2 separate regions of the Hordeum vulgare genome follow, and region 2 is linked to region 1. A link is a contact called in public Hi-C data. All regions are on one chromosome and are shown on one strand. The core of a region is the stretch at or near the end of the contact, and the rest is flanking DNA. Distances in the headings are between cores, read along the strand shown.

What was found. Hi-C and Micro-C count contacts between places; a contact is called where the count stands out from the background.
Region 2: a Hi-C map of seedling shows a contact between it and region 1, with 10 times the contacts expected there. The contact joins the promoter of LOC123444261 here to the promoter of LOC123444259 in region 1. A contact is called at or near these places in 2 of 6 Hi-C or Micro-C datasets (leaf and seedling).

What each region holds. Positions count from the first base shown.
Region 1 is chr3H:460,535,117-460,538,990 of MorexV3_pseudomolecules_assembly, forward strand. LOC123444259 reads right to left here and starts at 2,220. Exons shown (of 8, transcript XM_045120924.1): 1 at 1,857-2,220; 2 at 1,664-1,731; 3 at 1,391-1,538; 4 at 1,224-1,304; 5 at 449-535; 6 at 197-282; 7 at 1-98. The coding sequence starts at 2,114.
Region 2 is chr3H:460,996,843-461,000,716 of MorexV3_pseudomolecules_assembly, forward strand. LOC123444261 (KRR1 small subunit processome component homolog) reads left to right here and starts at 2,171. Exons shown (of 12, transcript XM_045120927.1): 1 at 2,171-2,490; 2 at 2,607-2,683; 3 at 2,785-2,895; 4 at 3,130-3,198. The coding sequence starts at 2,286.

The DNA of each region.
Region 1 (3,874 bases), core at 970-3,469:
CATAATGGAAGTATGCGCCAACTATCCAAGCATGGTCAGCATCACCAGTTGATGTCCAAATGGATATAGCTTTTGTCCAAAAGCAGCGATTTGAAAAGCTATATCCAGAGTTAAATCGTATTTAGAACTAATTACAGAAGAAGAAAAACTGATATTCGAGAAACTGTTCTCACAAAATAGTCATGCTAGTTTTTACCTCATGATAGCTAACCCAGATGGTTTAAGTATTCGTCTCATCTCCTTAAAAACATCCATTGGTTTTGTCAAGTAGTCTACACTAACCTAGAAACACACACACACACACACACACACACACACACACACAAAAAGGAAACTTATTACCATTCGATACATGCAACTAGATAGAGGCCCAAATGTAAATTAGTATGGCCTACAAAAGATGGGCCAGTTGTTCAGCAGGACAGAATTCATCATAAGAACACCATACCACGTTGGTTATAACATCAAAGGTGTTATCGTCGAAAGGAAGCTTCGGGTTCAGATTGAGGTCTTGCACAACATACTCTGTCAAAACCTATTATCACCAGCAAACAAGAAGACAGTTGCCAAAAAACATTAGGGCTGGTGTACCAGCCGAAAAGAAATAACAAGTGGCAAGACGTGTTAATAGTACAAAGAGCCATTTCTAGTAGAGTACATGTACGGTGTCATGTTTAGAATTTTTTGCCACGGCCCCAATGGAGAGCCCTCAACTAGACTCAATAGTTAATGAACACATACATATATATCCAAATGTACAAAATCACACTAATTTAGTAAAACCAAATTTATATCTGAAAGAAATGAAGTTACTATATCGTATCTAGTTACTATGCTTCAGTTATAGACAGAGAGTGATTGAACTGCCTATCTTAACTTTTATCCTATTACCACCAGAAAAGGTTTCTTTGTCTGAACAGTCATTTCTTCTGTAGCAACATAGATACTACATATACTACAGTCATCATCAGTCATATGACTACTATCTCAAAAACCATCAGGAGAATCAGAATGCAGCATAATTCACCAACTGAGTCAACTGTTGCTCAATCCAAAATAAAATAAAAACCAAGCCATGTTGCTCAATCCAAAACAAAATACAAATCAAGGACATGTTGCTCAATCCATAATGCTTTAACAGCTGTTGCTGTAATCTTGTAACTGAAAAAGAGAATAGCAGACCAAATGTCCAAAATCACACTAATTTAGTAAGGAAGCGGTACCGGATTCTTCTTCAGCTCGTCTTCATTCATACCCATCCCTACGATCTTCTCTTGCTTGTACCCGGCTGGATAATGGCTCACCTGGATAAAGCGGAAACCAGTAAGCCACTTGGCAAGAAAACGTTGAGATGAGCGTGATAACATGCGAACTCCAAATTCCTACCCACCCAGCTACTGCACATGTCCAGGATGGCCACGCCAGGAGTGTTGCTTGGAGGAAGAGCTTGCGAGTAGTACTTTGTGAGCGCCCTGATTGCTTGGTCATCAATGTGCGTCACAAAACGGGGAGCTGAGTAGAACTCAGTATCTGATGACCTGCCAAGTAGCAAGAACGCATCATACATCATCGGGGCATCAGATCATACAAATAGATATAAGAAGTAGCAAAGAATCATAAGCCACTGGCTAAGGAATCCCGGAAAGTGTGCTCTGCCACTTACTCGTCGAAGCGGCTGAAGTCTTCGGGCTTGAAAGGGAACTCGTCCGGCCACTCGACATCCTTCAAAATCTGCGAAGCACGAAAGACAGTTCGCACAGCTCTGAAGGCATGCCGGTGCCCCGCCGCGCGCACGGCGGCGCACTAGGACTCTAGGAGGAAGCAGAGAAAGGGTGACGCATACGACGAAGACGAACCTGTTCGACAGGGGAAACCCCCTGCCTTGGCCGCGCCGCGGCCACGAACGAGCGGGATGGGGCACCACCGGAGGCCATGCGGGCGAGCTGGTCGACGAAAGCGGCGCCGAGGCCGAGGAAGACGCGCCGCGCTGCCTGCGGCGGCACCGGAGGGCGGCGGGCACGTGGGGCGGCGGCGGCGCGGGCGCGAAGCGTCCTAGCGCGGGACCTTCTCAGAGCGACGAGGAGTAGGTCGGGGCGTGGCGCGAGGGTGGCCATGGAAGGGGGGACGGGCGGGCGGCGGCGGTTAGGAGGGGGGCGCGAGTGCGACGCGGTGCCGCCATGTCTGTGTGTTATGCTGCTGGTGCGCCCAAGAGAGGCGTCGTGGCGCCACGCGCGTCGCAGAGGCAGAGACGTATCTGCCCGTGGAATGGATTGGGGTTTGGTTTGGCTCGTTCGTTGGCTGCTGTGGACGCCTGTCGTGCGGGCCCTGTTTGATCCCCTGCGGTGACGCATTCGCCATAGTCATAGACAAGCACTACCACCTCCTCGCACTCTCGGCCGCTCGCCACGGACGACGCATCGATGCTCGACGTCATTGCCGGCTTAGCCTCCCTAGCCTCCACCATCGACAAGCCCCACGCCATCCGTAAAACGGCATCGTCCACCAAGAAGAAGGGGCAGACGGACGTGTAGCGAATCGTGCAATCGTCCAAGAGGGCTAGCCACAGAAAGGTGGAGGCTGACAACCTTAAAACAACAGTCGTCATGACTGCCCTTCGCCGTTGTCACACAACAGGAGGCTACCATCACGGAGGACAACACCTTCGTCATATTGTGCTTCCATCGTCTTGGTGAAAGTCTTGTGCTACTATACGCAGAAGATCATCGCATCTTGCTTAGATAGATTTGTCTAGTATCACTCGCTATATTATCATTCAGTTATATTTCCATGTGATTCTCTTTGGTGCAATGACTATCTAGTTTATTCCACTGTTGTGTTTGGTTTTTCTTTGAAGTTTCGAAAGAAATTTTAATCTCATTGATCCCCCTCTGGTCGATATACTCACGGTCCTAACATTGTCGTGGTGTTCTCACGAGAGATGTCATGGGATGCTTAACTAGTGTGGTCGGGGCCAAAGGATGCTGGTGGGTTTCGGGAGCGAGATTGGGGATAAGAGGTGCGAGACACACGATGTACCCAGGTTCGGGACCCTCCGTGGAAGGTAACAACCCTAGTCATGTTTGATAAAATATATGAGGGATGAGTAGTACAATGGTGCTCTTTGAGCGGTACGCCGGAGGAGGAAGAAGGAGCTAGCACTCCCTTCTTGCATCTCCCGTTTGGTGTGGGTGTGTGGGTGTGTGTTTGAGAAAGTTCCAAGCAACCCCTCAACGAGGAGGGGGGCTGGGGGGGGGGGTTATTGGTCAACCCCAGCTTACACTGTGTGACAGAAAAGGGGGGTGGGCATCGGCAGGCAGTCTCTCTAGCCTGTTCTGGGCCCTGTTGGTTGCCAAGTCTCGTCGAAGGTAGGGCCCACCGGTTGCAGGGTCCCGTTGTTGGAGGGGCCCGTCGACTAACTATAAATATAGCCACGCGCCTATGGCATCTTTGAATGGTTGGCACTGTGTAGCCACAGTGTCGTGTCGCTCGGTCACCGTCTGTTGGAAATATGCCCTAGAGGCAATAATAAATTGATTATTACTTAGTATATTTCCTTGTTCATGATAATCGTTTATTATCCATGCTAGAATTGTATTGATTGGAACCTCAAATACATGTGTGGATACATAGACAACACACTGTCCCTACACTACAGGAATCAGCTTCTTTGCCGTCTGCCATCACAGACGGCAAAGACTAAATCCCGGACGGCAAAGAGAAAACCACAGATGGCAAAGAATCTCACGGCCGGCAAAATTTCTGCGTCAGCCTACGACAGCATAGGACCTTCTTTGCCGTCTGTCCCCCCAAAGCGGACGGCAAAGCTCTTTGCCGTCAGCTTTCCTTAGGAGCAGTCGGCAAAGTGTTCGAGACG
Region 2 (3,874 bases), core at 921-3,420, 460 kb after region 1:
TCTGCATGGTTACCCTCTAATATAAATGGCTGAATGTCTGACTGATATTGTTGCTTTATCTCCCTTTCAACGTATCGTACCTTATGTCCTTATTATGCAGTTTTGCACAAAACAGGTGTACAAAGCTACTTTCGTGGATGATGCTCGTACCTTCCTACAAGACTTGATGGCCAGCGATATTGTTGTGAACGATGGTTAGTTCTATGGCAAAAAAATATGCTTCAAAAAAATCTCTCACTCCTCTTTTTTTTTTAATAATAAATATGTATCTGTAAGTTTATTCAAACATGAGAATAGTTATAGGTACAATGCTTTGAATAAAAAATATAAAAGATAACAAAGTAGCTTCTACAACCACTAATTACAATGAAATTCCAGAGGCACACCTTGTTGGACGCAACAGTGACTTTGTGAAGTGAAGTCACGTTGCGCCTCAGCCCCCAACATCCAACACTCAAGATTTATTGGGGGGCATCCTCTGGCTCGTTCAAATACTGAATGTTGAACGCTTGCAAATTTCAATGCTACGTTGGTTATTTTTTCCTTCCCTGGTTGTTTCATACTTTCAATATTTTATACTTTTAAAATTTCAATGATATGCTATAGAGACACTGAATGCTAAATGCTTGCAAATTTCAATGTTATGTTGTTCATTTTTTTCCCTTGTCTAATGGGAGTGGTTTTTGCATTTTGCAACCGTTTCTGTTTTTCGTTTCATATTACATTCAGCGATGAAATAAATTTTGCGTGAAAATATTCAGGTTGGAGTTTCCAGTGCATCCTTGCAAGCTGAAAGCTATTAAGTATTGGTGTTTTTTTGACTTGCATGAATCCTGACTGTTATATCTAGAATGAGTGATGGACGTTGGGGGCTAAGGCGCAGCGTGACTTCACTTCACAAAGTCACTGAAGCTGCGTCCTATCTTGTCTGTGCCAATAATTTTTGAAAATGAATTTCTCCCAAAATTTTAAATAAAATACGGTAACTAAACCAGAGTAGTGACACTAGTCACACTACTACTAGTAGAGGTGTACAAATTTGATTATCGATAAATGTTTTAGAAGTTAATTTAGAAAAAAAGATAAATGTTTCAGAAGTGCAGCCTCTCGTTCCATGCATGGGACACACTATTCTGAGCAAAAATTAGCGTGTCGCTTATGTATTGGGCCCGAATGAGTTGTCAAATTTGTTAACTGAATCCACTACCTTTGCACACTGACTTTTCCCTCGAAGAAAGAGGGAGGGAGTGGCCTCTGCAAGTCCTAGTCAGGCGTGCCCGTTCCCGCTCAATATATCGGTCGCCGTCGATAGCCTGTGCGAATGGTTGACAGTTTGACACTTAATGCGTCATATCATTTTCTCTTGGAAGATCCTATTGGGCGCTCATTGTATCTAACAAGCAGCGCAGACTGTATCATTTTTTTTCTTTCTGAAAAAGCATATTTATGAAACATTTGCGAACAATTTTGAAACATGATTTATTTTCATTTTTGGAAGCGCGAGCAATTTTGGAAAATTATGAACATTTTATAAAATTTCATTTTTGGGAAAACAAACACTTCTGGAAATTCTGACCATTTTAATTTTATTTACGAACAACTTATGGAATTCCAACTTTTTTGTAAAATGCAATATTTTTTTCTGAAAATTTGTTCTTCTATTTTTTGAGAAAGTTTTCAATATCCGAACATTTTTTGTTTTTTAAAGCAGGTTTTAAAATTCCACACATTTTTTGAAAAATTCATACAGTTTTTGAATTGGAAGAAAAAGAGAGGAAAAAACCAGTAACTAAAAATAGAAAATATGGTTAGGGGAGCCCTAGGTGCGCCGCCGCTGCCACTGTCGTTCCGCTGCCTACATGGCGTCGTTCTTGTCGCTGTTGGTGTTCACTCTTTATCACACTTTCCTCCTCGTGTTCCTTCTCATCTCGTGACCTACATGCGCCACCGCAACCTCTGCTGTCTGCTCCGCGAAGGAGGAGCACGTTTTTATGAATTTTTTGAGCATAGTGAAGGAGTAGCACCTGAAAAGCAGAAGGAACGGATTTTCTCTTGAACGGATATATATCAGACAGCAAAGCCGGGCTTTTATTTTTCGAGCGGCGGGCCGAAACCCAGAAGGCCCAAGGCCCAAGCCCTCCCCACTCATTTAATCCCCCCTCACCCTCGTCCCCTCCCATCGGCGGCAACACAATCATCAACCCTAATTCGCAGCCTGGGCGCCACCGCCTCCTCGACCCCCTTTCCCTCGAAACCCACCTAAAATCCTAGCCCTGCCGGCCGCCATGGCGTCGGCGGGCGAAGCGAGCGCGGCGGCGGAAGCCACGGAGGGGAAGAACTGGCGGCGGAAGGGGAAGCACGAGAAGGAGAAGCCGTGGGACGATGACCCCACCATCGACCGCTGGACGGTGGAGAAGTTCGACCCCTCCTGGAACGAGGGCGGCCTGCTGGAAGTCAGCTCCTTCTCCACCCTCTTCCCCCAGTACCGAGGTGCCCAATCCCGTCCTCACCCTCACCTCACCCTCGTGCGATTCGTTGGGGGTTCGCTGTAGTTACCTGATCTGCTGAATCCGTGGATTGACACGGCTTGTTGTTTGGGGGTGCAGAGAAGTATCTGCAGGAGACGTGGCCGATCGTGAAGGGCGCGCTGAAGGAGTTTGGAGTCTCATGCGAGCTCAATCTGGTATGCCACTAGTCAGTAGTTACGGTTGTTTGGACCTTGGAGTGTTCTTGATTTGAAGTAGTGACACGATTCTGCTGTATTTATATTGATTTTGCGCATAGGTGGAGGGATCCATGACGGTTACCACCACCAGGAAGACCAAGGATCCCTACATTATTCTCAAGGCCAGGGACCTGATAAAACTCTTGTCACGAAGTGTCCCTGCACCCCAAGTATGCCTTGTTTCTGTTACCAAGCCCTTTAACTGTTATCCAGTTTCTGTCCTATGCTTATTGGAGGCTGTATTGAAATTGTGAGGGACAGTTGCTCATGGTGTTCATGTCCAATTGTTTCATTTGCCACATGTGATCTACTTGTGCGTGCACCTATTGTTATGTCACCAACACACCTTGACGCCTTGTTCCGGAGTGGTTTCATCCATGAACTTCTATTGTGTTTCCCTGCAGGCAATTAAAGTGCTCAATGATGAGATGAACTGTGATATTATCAAGATTGGTAGCATCATAAGAAACAAGGTACACTTTGTTTCATTGTTCAAGCTCAGCTATATACCTCTTGGTTCGTTTGAAGGGATTGCTTTGATTATATCTTGATTACATTAATACTCCGCTAGGAGAAACTTTGCAACGACAAGATTTGCATTGCCGAAAGTAAAATATGACGGTACCAATCACATAAAGATACCATAGAACCATTTTATGGTACCACTAATACTAGATAACTAAGGTTTGAACTCTACTAAAAAGTCAGTGTATAGTTTATATTTTTGTCTGTTCCATATTTGGTAGTTCATCTGTCCAAGCCTCTATTGTTCCCATGTTTATAGATTTAATGGTTGGGATTTCATTGTCATTCAGATGAATATATAAGTTACATACCCCTTTGTCACAGTCACATGTTGCACTTAGGGTGTGTTTGGTTTCTGTCACCAAGTGGAACAGCACGGTTCCGTTCCTAGGGCTGATTATCGTGTTTGGTTGATTTAAGGAACCGGAACCCACTCGTTCCTGGAATTGGCATATTCGCTGTTTATGCCGTTCCGCGCGGTCTCTCCAAATCGAGTGGACCACGCGGAACCGCTCCTCTTCCTCCCGTGACTGCATCTCATGTTCTCTCCTTTCCTTCCTTCCATGACCTCGGCGGGAGCACGCGCTGCCGCAGCCGCCGGGAGCTTGGGTCCGCGCAGGTTAT